2 separate regions of the Sus scrofa genome follow, and region 2 is linked to region 1. The links are chromatin contacts, called in public HiChIP or PLAC-seq maps. All regions are on one chromosome and are shown on one strand. The core of a region is the stretch at or near the end of the contact, and the rest is flanking DNA. Distances in the headings are between cores, read along the strand shown.

Region 1 (5,479 bases), core at 2,771-5,270:
AATAGAGCTGATGTCTTTAGTTCTCTCCCGTCTTCTGGATGCAGCTATGGCTCTAACGCTGATTAAAGATGTTAATGTCAAAGAGATTAGTTATAGGCTCAAATAACAATTCATAAAATAACCTGAGTCCAGTTTTTCATGGACTATTTTCAAATACCAACCTTAGGACTTCCAATAACACACCATAGATAGCGCAAGTGTGAAAATATGCAGGAAATTAGTTCCTATTCAAATCTCCTGAAGAAATATGATGTGTAAGTACAAACTGAAACTCTTTATACTCCATTTAAGCATGTTATAATTGGTGATTCATTGAGTTGTTATACTCTGAAATAAAATGTCATTAATTACATTTTAAAGAACTCTTTGGCTCATGCTCACTATTCAGCAGGTCAGGGGGACTGTTTAAAAGTAACATATAGGGGTATCCTAAGCCATCACGTTATAGCTTAAAGTTACAGTGTTATATGTCAACTGTATCTCAATGAAGCTGGCATGGGGGAGTAAAAACTTTTCAAGGCCAAAACCATTATCGGCTTTAAAAAAAAAAGGGGGGGAGGAGGAAGGGAAAAAAATGATAAAAGAACATATATGAGAGAAGAAAGATAAAACAAATAGGAAGGTGCTATTGGGAGAGACCTGAGATGGAAAGATCTGACAGGGATAATCCTAGCACGCAGTAATTTTTGGGTCATTGATTCCCTGGGGGCCAGGGTGGGGATGTGGGCGGTGGGACCATGGTGGGACACAGTCATTGGGACCAGAGGAGCAATGGTGGCAGGAGCTAAACCTATAGAGTGGCCACAGAGGGACGAGGACACTGGCTGTATCTCACCTCCAGCCCAAATCCTTGCCTCGCTTCAGTGCCCACAGGATCCTTGGTTGAATCTGGAAAATCCGTATGCAGTTGTGTTTTAAAGGTCACTTGACTTTAGAACTCTAACCAAACGTACCTCTTCGAATCTTGCAGTGAATGTGCATCCTTCTCTTAAACCCACACGGACCGTCAGGTCCGTGTGGCTGCCCAATGTGGTTGGAATTTCATGGATCAGATACTGAGGCTGAGGTTTGGGAAGGGGTTCTGGTGCCAGACATTCCAGCTCAGCCTGGGTCAGACTGTCTAACATCCTGGGCTTCAGTGTCCCCATCTGTAAAATGGGATGACTGTAGTTATCAACCTCATAAGTGCATTGTGAGGATTTGCTCATGTAATGCCTCAGACGTGCTAGAACTGAATCTGACATTCATGGAAGCATGAGCTAGTAAAGGAGGAAAGTACTAGTTTATAATAGGCTTCAAAAGAAGGTGTTCACACAGTGTTCTTTACAAGAAAGCTGTGTCAATGACCATTTCAGTGCCTCTCTTGTATTCAGTGCTCTGCGTAGATGGAGCCCATCATTATATAGAAAAGGCTCAGTACATTTTTTGCTTCATCTATAGAGCTAGGCAATTCCCTCGCCAGGTATCATATATATCATTAAAAAATAACTTAAGCAGAGTTCCTATTGTGGCTCAGCGGTAACAAACCTGACTATTATCCATGAGGATGCGAGTTTGATCCCTGGCATCCCTCAGTGGATTGAGAATCCCACGTTGCCAAGAGCTTGTGGTGTAGGTCGCAGATATGGCTTGGATCTCTCGTTGCTGTGGCTGTGCTGTAGGCTGGAAGCTACAGCTCTGAGTCTACCCCTAGTCTGGGAACTTCCATATGCCACAGGTGCAGCCCTAAAAAGCAAAAAAAAAAAAAAAAAAAAAAAAAAAAAAAAAAAAAAAACTTAAATAGGTAGGTTTAATTCTGTGGATAAAGAGTTTGAGAACTGAGAAAAAGGTTAAATATTTTTTCTAAAAAATTGGCATATAGTTGACTTATATTAGTTTCAGGTGTATAGCATGGTGACTTGATATGTTTATACATTATGCACCAAAGTTATTGTGATATTATTTACCGTACTGCTGGTACTGATCATTACATCCTGTAACTTATTCTTTTTTTCTTATAGCTTACCAAATAAAATATAGTGTGCTCAGTTAAACCTAAACCTCAGATAAACAGTGAATGATTTGTTAGTATAAGTATGTCCCAGTGGTGCTTGGAACATACTTATACCAAATCGTACTAACTGTGTATATGAAACTCAGTTAATATTTTAAAATATATGCTGTCACCTTTTATTGTTGAAATAGTATTTTCATTTCTATGAAAAGTCCTAAGAGATGATGTAACGATAGGCCACAGAATATTTTTTTAAAAAAACAGTTGTTCTATTAGTGTCTTTGCAAAGTCAGATTTAGAGGAAGGTTTAAGTCGTACTCGTTAGTTTACTGGAGAGTACCTAGCACTTGGAATGAATCTGACACTGCTTGGGACGGAGGGCTGGGGACACAGAGGAGACTGCGTGCCCACAGAAGGCTCACTCAGCAGGGGACATGGTCACAGAGTGGTTGCAGTGCCTCCAGAAAACCCTTCAGGGCAGATTTGCATTAGTACTTTGAAGGCCTGGAGCAAGATGGAAAGACGAGCAAGATGACTTTTTCCTCGAAGGATGAGTAGGAGGTGTCCAGGAGACGGCAAAGGAGTGGGATTCTGGGTAGACATGAAAGCAAGAGAATGCGGCAGTCAGGGCTCTGTCATACAGGGCACGGTGTCCCACAGAGAAGCTGGGGCATCATTCCGGCTGCCGTTGGAAGAGCAGAAGGATGTTGGTAACATGCGTCTGATTCCGTACTTGGAGGGAGATCTCTTCATACAAATCGCTGAATTTTTTTTTTTTCCTTTTTACAGCCTCACCTGCGGTATATGGAAGTTCCCACACCACGTGTTGAATCAAAGCTTCAGCTGGTCGAATCAATCTATACCACCGCCACAGCAACTCAGATCTGAGCCACATCTGCAACCTTTGCTGCAACTTACAGCAACACCAGATCCTTAACCCACAGATCGAGGCCAGGGATCAAACCCATATCCTCACAGATACTACGTTGGGTCCTTAACCCACTGAGCCACAACGGGAACTCTAAACAGCTTAATTTTTAAATGCTGTTGTACAAGGCACACAGGAACTGCTTTAACAATAATAGACAACAGCCCCCCCCAAAAAAAATAAATAAAAGGAAGAGGAAAAATGTATTTACTGAAAAAGTGTAATAGAAACTGCATCCCTCTAGCCTCTTTTAAAAAGTACAGAGCAATGCTTGGCTCTGAGACTTGGCGAAGCAATGAACCACCTTGACACTGACGCCTCCCTGGGGATGAAATGCCAAGAAAGCCTCAGGTTGCCGTAGAGACCTCAGCATAACTGCCCCATCGGCCTTTCTGGCTTTTTTTCAATCCATGGACATCAGGAAACATCAGCCATTTAGACTGTAAAGTAGTTTTGAAAGAGTGAGCTTCTCTCTGTTGGCACTGTTTCAACCAATCCATCTTCATCTTTTCCAAGACAGCGATGTCTTAAAACTGGCCTGAGCCCTGGAAAGGTTCATTACCACTCAAGGAGCCAACAGAAGTGCATCCAAACCAGAGGGGAGACGGGGTGGGATAAGAGAGCAGTGCTGAGTGCAGATCTCTTATTTGATTTTATTCTAACAAGATGGTCATATGGCACCTCTCATCAGGGAAATGCAATAATTTGATTCAAAAGCAACTCAGACATGACTCACAATAAAAAAGTAAACAGGCGGAACTGAACAGAAAATGGCAAGTTGTCAGCAGAGAACGGATGGAGACTCTCGGGAGAACAACGAACCCAGTGGAAGGGCCGGTTTGCTCACGTTGCTACCAAAAGGGAGCCAGTCTCTCTCCCACATGGAGAGCCAACCCCCTGAGCAAGATCAGTGATTTACCAGGACTGAGAAAGGAGAGGGTTGTACTCAGGGAGGCGGGGTTGAGCCATCCACCCCTGCCTTTATCACCTGGAATGAAAAGGAAAATTCTCCAGCTCAGCTGCGAGCCAGGAGGCCCCGCCCTGGACCTGGCAGCATTACAGCTGCAAACTGCTCCCAGCTGCTGAGTGGGACAGAGGGCGTCCTAGCCTCACAGGCGGCCCTGCAGAGTTGGAGAGCCAATTCCTGCCCCTCTGGCGTCCCCAGAGGGCCTTCTTTAGTCCTCAGTTTTTGGACTGATCCCAAGTGTCTTTGGGATCCAAGCAGAGAAACGTTGACCTTCTGCAGGAAAATGGTTGTGTCCTTCTGAGAGGAAGTATGTTGCCCTCATTGTAAAATTAAGATCAAGGAAGGACAGCAATTTAAAACCACGTCCACCAAGTGCCTCCTGGAAAACACAGGTGGTACTATTTCATTAGCCAATAATCAATGTCGTTCGGGAGCACAAACATTTATCTTCCAGTCATGAGAGCCGAACTGTATAAAGCTAAGTAATTCCTGGCCGCTCCTCTTCAAAAAATACATGTGTGTGTACATACATACCTAAAGGTATTTAGAAAAGCGCTACCCTGACCGCACCTGCTTTTCTCCTGTGTGTTTCTCTAGGACATGAACACACGTGATTAATTTTATAATTGAGTGTGGAGATTGTTTTTGTGCTCAATTTAAACTTGAGGATTGGAGACTTTATGCTAGAATCTTCAGGCTTAAGTATAACTTAAGCGTTTTTCCAAGGAACCTGGATTTTAAAAAAACGAAAAACAAAAAAAATGTAGCTCGTTGGAGATCTTTTTAAAATATGTGGATTGTATATTTCCCCCTCTCATCTTTCCCTCTGTTTTCTAAGTAAAACAGCCAATTTTGGTAAACAGAAGCCCAGTGTTCTATTTGATGCCTTTGTCTGTATTTGACAATGTGTGGCAAGCCAAGACGGTATTGTTATTAAAATGTCTCACTTGACCTCCAAAATCAGTGAAAACTGGAAAGAGAAAACCACTCCCTGAAAACCACCTCCTCCCCACGGAGGCTGCAGTTCTCATTCCTGTTGAAAGGCTCTTAGTCAGAAAGGCCATCAGCTGGGAAGACAGGCCAGCATCCTCAGGTGAGCAGGCTGCAGCATGGGCAGGAGGGTGTCCGTGCTGGCTTCTGCCCGGTGGGGGGCTAGTGGGCAGAGAGGGAATTGCAGGTACAGGTATGTCTAGAAAAGTTCTAAGGACTGGGCCCAGCGGCCCCCTTGCTTGGTTTTGAGAACAGAGACGGGGGCGCAGGTGGAACAAGAGGTGCTTTGTGTTCTGTACCTGCTGGAACCATTGTGACCCAGCTGGGCTGTGCTTGTGCGTGGTCCACAGTGGAGGCGCCCCCTCGGCTCACCTCCAGCCCACACACTTTTCAGATGTGCTTTTCCACTCCCTTTTCATATTCTGAGGCACCAGCTGAGTCCATCAATCGCCACAATCAATGCAGGTTATTTTCTGTCCCACAGGATACAAAACAAACAAAACAAAACCATTGAAAGCCAAGGATGGGGAGTTTGGGGAGCCTTGGCGAGCGCTGCAAATACATTAAGAATCGCAACAGCTGCGCCTGCAATGGCTGCAGC
Region 2 (5,901 bases), core at 2,973-5,472, 570 kb before region 1:
GAAATGGTTTTCAGTGCTTGTATTGATTGGTGTAGTGACTGCGAATGGAGCCTGCTCTTTTATTTGAGATTGACTAGAATTGTCGCTTTCTTTGGGAGACCAAAAAATGAACCAGGTTGTGAATGAGTTCCAATTCTTTTCATGCCGAGCCAGTCTCCGTGCTAAATTTGGGACCTCAGGAGGCCGATTTAAGGTTCGGAGAGCTAAGGAGTGAGACACGGTGGCTGCCTGGCCACCTGCCAAAGGCTGGGAGGTCGGGCTGTAGGTTCATGGCAGGGTTTGGACATAGCGGCTGGTCTGTCAAAGCAAAAGGCAGCAAAACACACACTCCAACTTGATACGTGCGGAATGTGTGCGAAAATCCGGAAGCCCAGAATTCTCTGGTGTGGGAAATCCCGTGGCATCCCCAGCCTTAGTGGGAGCCCCTGGAAATACTCATTTCAATTCAGAGGAGCCCGAAGTAGGCCCAGTTGGGGCTGCAGGGGGAAATTTGCAAGTGGCACTTGCTTCGGGAATGTTAAGTATTGATGGTGACGCCAAACTTGGGGGTATCGAAGGAACATCTGTCCTCAGGAGGAGGAAATAAAAGGACTGTAATATTTTGTTTAAACACGTTTAATTGGGTTTATTTCACCATCCCGTGAAATGCATGGACTAGCAGCGACTGGAAACAAAGATAGAAGCAGCAAGGGGGTGGGCTCCCGGAAGATGCCCGGGAGGTGCCCTGACTGCCTGGTGCCATGTTCATTTCCATGGGAACAGGGGGTGAGTGTCACCGCCAGTTCCTTCAGCTGTGGTTAGAAGAGAGATATTTCTTTTAATTTAGTTTTGGATGGAATGATAAAAGCGTCCTAATACGCTCATACTTGTCAGTGATATTACATAGTCATTTTCAATTTACATGACACTGCAGCTGCCCTAGGCCCCCCAAATAGAACTTTGCCTTTTCTGTCCCGTCCTGACACTGTTTGGAAAAACTTCCGCTGTAGCAGAGATGAATTTTTAATGGGCCCAATGACATCAATTTTACTCACTGGAATCTTAATAAATAATGTGCAGCAGAAAGGCTATGCTTATATAAAACTTCAGTGATAAGTCTTAGGAATCAGCTGTATTTATCACCCTATCTTTTTGGAAAGAAATCATCAAGAATGTCTCCCTTCCTCTTTTTCTTTGGTAGCATGCTTCACAGCAAAAAAAAAAGTTTTAGGGAAATAAAGATGGTTTTGTTCCTAGCACTTCAACATTCTCCAGAGGCCTGAGGAAGGCAAGGTGCAAATCTGATTGTCTTTTCAAGACCTCGCCAGGGAATCAAGCCAAATCTTCCCGGTTATTGTAAGGATTCGTTCCTTGGTCTCTCTGCAGAGTTGCATTGTCCGGAATGAGTGGACACTGACCAGACTCAGCTCCTCCCACACTGCCTCCTCTGGACAGTGGCAGTTCTGTTTCGGTTGTGAGGCTGGTGGTGGGGACTTGGGGAGGGGTCTGCTGGGTTGCCTGTCTAGCCTGCCCAGGCCAGCCCCCCTAAGGCCTCTCCAGGCACAGACTGAGGTAGTGTGTGTGGGGGTGGGGTATGGGTCTGGTCCTCACCTTGGGATAAGCCTTTGCAGAACAGAAGAGACAGGCAGAGATGCAGATCAGCCTTAGGCTCTGATCTGGGGGCAGGGAAAGTTGCTTTTCATTCTCCACCACCCAGGAATCAGATGTGCAGGTGAAGAATGTCAGATCCTAGGGTCTGATTCAAAGTCAGCAGAGAAGGTAAACGCTTTTTTTTTTTTGATTTCACAGAAGATTTTGAATTGTTGAAATCAACCAAGGATTGGACGTGTTCCTGGACGTGTTCTGTGCACGCGGTCTTGCCTGTGACAGACTGTGGGGGAGTGAGGGTGTTTCATGGTGCCTGTCTTGTGGAGGTGGCCGGAGTAGCACCGTGTTGTTTGGCTAGTTCACCTGGGTTTAAGGCACCAGGAGGCTCTTGGTTCCTGCTGCCCTCAGTCACCCCTGGGGATCCTGAGTTCTTTTCCCCAGTCTCGGAGCCTGGCTTCGATTGGATGCATCATTTATCATTTTTAGCCAGTCTTGTCGATGCCAGGGGGAAGCTCCCTTGTCAGTTTCGGGTCTCTAGATTCAGAAGCAGATTTTTCTGACCCACTCAACCTTGTTTTTTCTGCGCACTCCCTCCACCCCATTCTGATTGAAACTGCTCTCCTGAGGCCCCCTGACCTGACAGCTCGCCCAGTGGCCCCTGAATTCTGCTTCTGCACCATCACCAACTTCCTTTTCTGCTGCCTCATTCTTGCCTTGAGGGTTCCTAACCCACACCTGGAGGCTCGCTTGAAATTCCCTCATGTCCCAGGGAGGGTGGAGCTGGCAGTGGTGTGTGTGTTCCAGGCTCTGGGTGTTAGTCCATCAAATATTCACACCAGCCGCTGAGGGGAGGAGCTGCTATTATCACTGTTTTAATGATGCAGAAACTGAGAATTAAGCTGCAAGGAATGGAGATGCCCTTACGAGCTTTTACTAGGGAAGTTGTCACGGCAGCCAGCCCATGCTTCCTTTCTTTGCCCCTTGCATGTGGAAAAGCCTGTAGATAAACTGTTGCTGGAGGGCTGACATGCTCAGGTGTGCCCAGTTGTCTGTGTGCATCGCCCACCTGTCTGTGTGCATCTCCCACCTGAGGGTACCCTGGAGCTGGATTTCTGGCCCCAAGTCTTACTGTGTGACCTCAGGGAAATTACTCAACTTCTCTGTGCCTCTCTCTTAGATACTGGTTAAATAAACCAAGCATTTTGAGTAGAATTCTAATAATCTTCCACCAGAAAAAGAGTTAGCCTTTCTCTGGCCTGGGCCAGCCTGATCTGGTAGAGGACAGTGTTGCCGGCCCTTCTCTACATTAGGCTCTGTTAAGCTTCAAGTTGCTGGCTGCCTGCTAATGCTAGGATGTCACTTTCCTAAAATAAGGATCCTGGATGCCATAGGTAAGCTGCTCATTCCTGGCTCTGCTGTTCTCAGAGAACTGATCATTCTTTGTACATGTCTCAGAGTCCTGGTGGTGCTTCAGCACCCCCAACACCCCCCCCAACATGATTCTCCCCCCCCAGCCTCTGATATTTAATTCCAAATGCAGGGCGGTGGTGGCGGTGGGGGGAGCAGCTTCTTCGTAGCTGGACTGTTACCATCCTCTCCTTTCCAGCTGCCCACAAGCTGGCCTTTTAGGGACACTGGGCCCTCTTGCTCTGCAGGATCTGTCTCCCACCTGTTCAGTAATGAATGAAACCCTAAAGCCTTCCATTCTCTAGTTAGTGAGGAGGCTGGACAGCCCCCCCCCCCACTCCTGGGAGAGGCATCACATGACTGATATTCACATCAAAGGAATGCAGTTCCCCTTTGCTTCTGAATAGGCTTCTTTGGAGGATAGAAGTCCCCTGGGGAAACATTGAGCTGCAAGGGGAAAGGGAGGCTGGGAGTCTGGATTGATGGAGAATCACTTTTCCTGATTTAAGTTTTCTTTCAGACTGGCAGGCTTCTGCACACTCCCGACATCACACTCACTTGCACACAGCTTGTCCAAGATAAGAAAGGTTTTGACTCGTTTTTTTACATTCTACTTTTAGGGAAAATTTCAGAGTTCCAGATAAAAGAAATTATTGTTGATCTGTGACACTGCATTAAGGAACCGCTATATAGGTTATCTGATTTTTTTTTTCCCGTTGAAGCTCTACATTGATCTCTAGAATTAATGATTTTTTTTTTTTTTCTTTTGGCCACACTTGCAGCATGTGGATGTTCTCTGGCCAGGGACTGAACCCGAGCCATGGCAGTAATGACGCAGGATCCTTAACTGCTAGGCCACCAGGGAACTCCCTGTCTCTGGAATTATTGCCTGAGCTTTCAAGGTCCCTAAAATGAGAATGGGAAGGACCTGGCTCTTTTCCACCCCTGAGAAGGTGACCGCAGTTGGTGATCTGTAGACTCTAAGATCGTGCTTGGAATGGTGGCAAATGGAAGTTTTTCCATGTAGGGCTCCTTCCCTTCTTGGGTCCCATGCTTGAGCCACATAGATTTGGGGATGAGCTGGAGTGCCGAAAATTGTAATAGTGTTGGAGGCTCTGAAACAGCTTGGAGAACTTTGAGAGGAGCTCAGGCCCTAGGGTGGGGCCCGTGTGTGAGGCTGTCTGAGTGAAGAGCGGTCTCTCCCAGTTAGAACAGATGTATCGAAAGAGCAGCCTCAGAAACATCTGGAAAACCCTGGAAGTCAGACTGGTCCCCGTGGGCCTGGAGATGGGCGGCTCAGAGGCAGTGGAGGCAGATGTCAGGGGCAGCTCTCTGGGATAATCTTTACAACGCCTGTTTACTCCCCCAGGGTCCGTTTATGCTATTATTAAATGATGACATACTCGTTCATGCCTTTCTAGCGTGTACTTTCTAGCCAATGGCATTTAAAACTAAAAATAATTCTATAGTCCTTCGAGTTCCTGGGATTTTTTTTTTTTTTTCTGCTCAGCTCTCTTTCTTTCTTCCGATCTGGTTTTCTGAAATCATAGTGAATTTTGACCTCATGATTTTTTTTTTTTGACTTGCTGTAAATGATTGGAGTTCCTGTTTTTTAAAATAATTAATATGTTTTTAATTGAAGTATAGTTGACACACAATATATATTTAGTTAATTCCCTGTGGTAGTTATAAATTAAGATAACTCTTTAATAGAAACTGTGTTTAACCCTTCCTTATACACTGTCTTGGTCACTTTTGTTTCATTCAGTAGGCACTCAATAAATAGTGCTTGTAGCTGGTGCCAATTTGTCAACCTTGTCTCTTTCAAGGAGTCGAAACTCCCTGTGAGCTGGGGCAGTGTTGCCCAAGCAGTTATTTATTTATTTATTTATCCCATGAAGATACTGATCAGGATGTAAATGCTTGGTTGATTTCAGTGCAGCAGAGAGGTGACCCTCTGTGCTTAATCTCCTGGGATCAGTAGATCACCGCTGTCAGCTCCAGTAGGGCCAACTCAAAATTTTCTCACTTGAACCAGGTGGATAAATTACAGTGTTGCTTAGATGGAGATGGTTGAGTGGAAATCTGAATTTCCCCTCATAACATTGATACCTTTATTTGGACTGCTAGATAGTTGGAAGCAAGAAGAGGGCACATGGATGCCTGGGTGGGACATGGATGGAGTTGGGTCATTGAGGCTGTGTGGGGTTTGTGTAGGGATGCATCACAGTGGAGAAAAGCCCTCATGGAGTTCCCGTCGTGGCGCAGTGGTTAATGAATCCGACTAGGAACCATGAGGTTGCGGGTTCGGTCCCTGCCCTTGCTCAGTGGGTTAAGGATAAGGCGTTGCCGTGAGCTGTGGTGTAGGTTGCAGACGCGGCTCGGATCCCGCGTTGCTGTGGCTCTGGCGTAGGCCGGTGGCTATAGCTCCGATTCGACCCCTAGCCTGGGAACCTCCATATGCCACGGGAGCGGCCCAAGAAATAGCAACAACAACAACAACAACAACAACAACAACAACAACAACAACAACAACAACAAAAAAGCCCTCATACGCTGCAGAGTAGTTTCGGGCAAGCAGCAGAACTAGAGACCATGTATTCCGTGGAATCCAGATCAGACCTACCAGTTGTGCAGATGATTTAAGGGTTATGGTGGAAATTTATTGAAACCACCAACTCAGCATAAAACAGCATAAACAGGAGGCAAAGCTGGGGTTGCCGTAGCGATAAAGTACACACAGGGCAGTGAGCCTGCAGTGTATGTAAGGCAATAGCTAGAGTGCCTCTGGAATGCTAATTGCACAAACAGAAGAAGCTACAAGTTTCATTTTGTGTGATCAAAGATCATTTCAGAGTGGAGGAACTGAAGGAATATTGAAGAACCCGGGAATGTTCGTGTTGGCGG

The links. HiChIP or PLAC-seq counts read pairs in DNA pulled down with a chosen protein or histone mark.
Region 2: a contact with region 1 is called in an H3K27ac HiChIP or PLAC-seq map of skeletal muscle, with 3 times the contacts expected there. The contact joins two enhancer-like sites. A contact is called at or near these places in 1 of 47 Hi-C or Micro-C datasets (heart right ventricle) and 1 of 2 datasets of contacts at active chromatin or transcription factors (skeletal muscle).

The regions. Positions count from the first base shown.
Region 1 is chr6:99,488,327-99,493,805 of Sscrofa11.1, reverse strand. All of the region lies in intron 21 of PTPRM (receptor-type tyrosine-protein phosphatase mu), which reads left to right. Among named protein-coding and RNA genes, the nearest start is that of RAB12, 250 kb to the right of the region's middle. Within about 2 kb of position 4,020, at least 18 of the 83 cell types and tissues checked have an H3K27ac peak or open chromatin away from gene starts, as enhancers often do. A contact at or near this core is called in skeletal muscle, where this site is marked.
Region 2 is chr6:100,058,227-100,064,127 of Sscrofa11.1, reverse strand. All of the region lies in intron 1 of PTPRM (receptor-type tyrosine-protein phosphatase mu), which reads left to right. Among named protein-coding and RNA genes, the nearest start is that of PTPRM, 32 kb to the left of the region's middle. Within about 2 kb of position 4,222, at least 16 of the 83 cell types and tissues checked have an H3K27ac peak or open chromatin away from gene starts, as enhancers often do. A contact at or near this core is called in skeletal muscle, where this site is marked.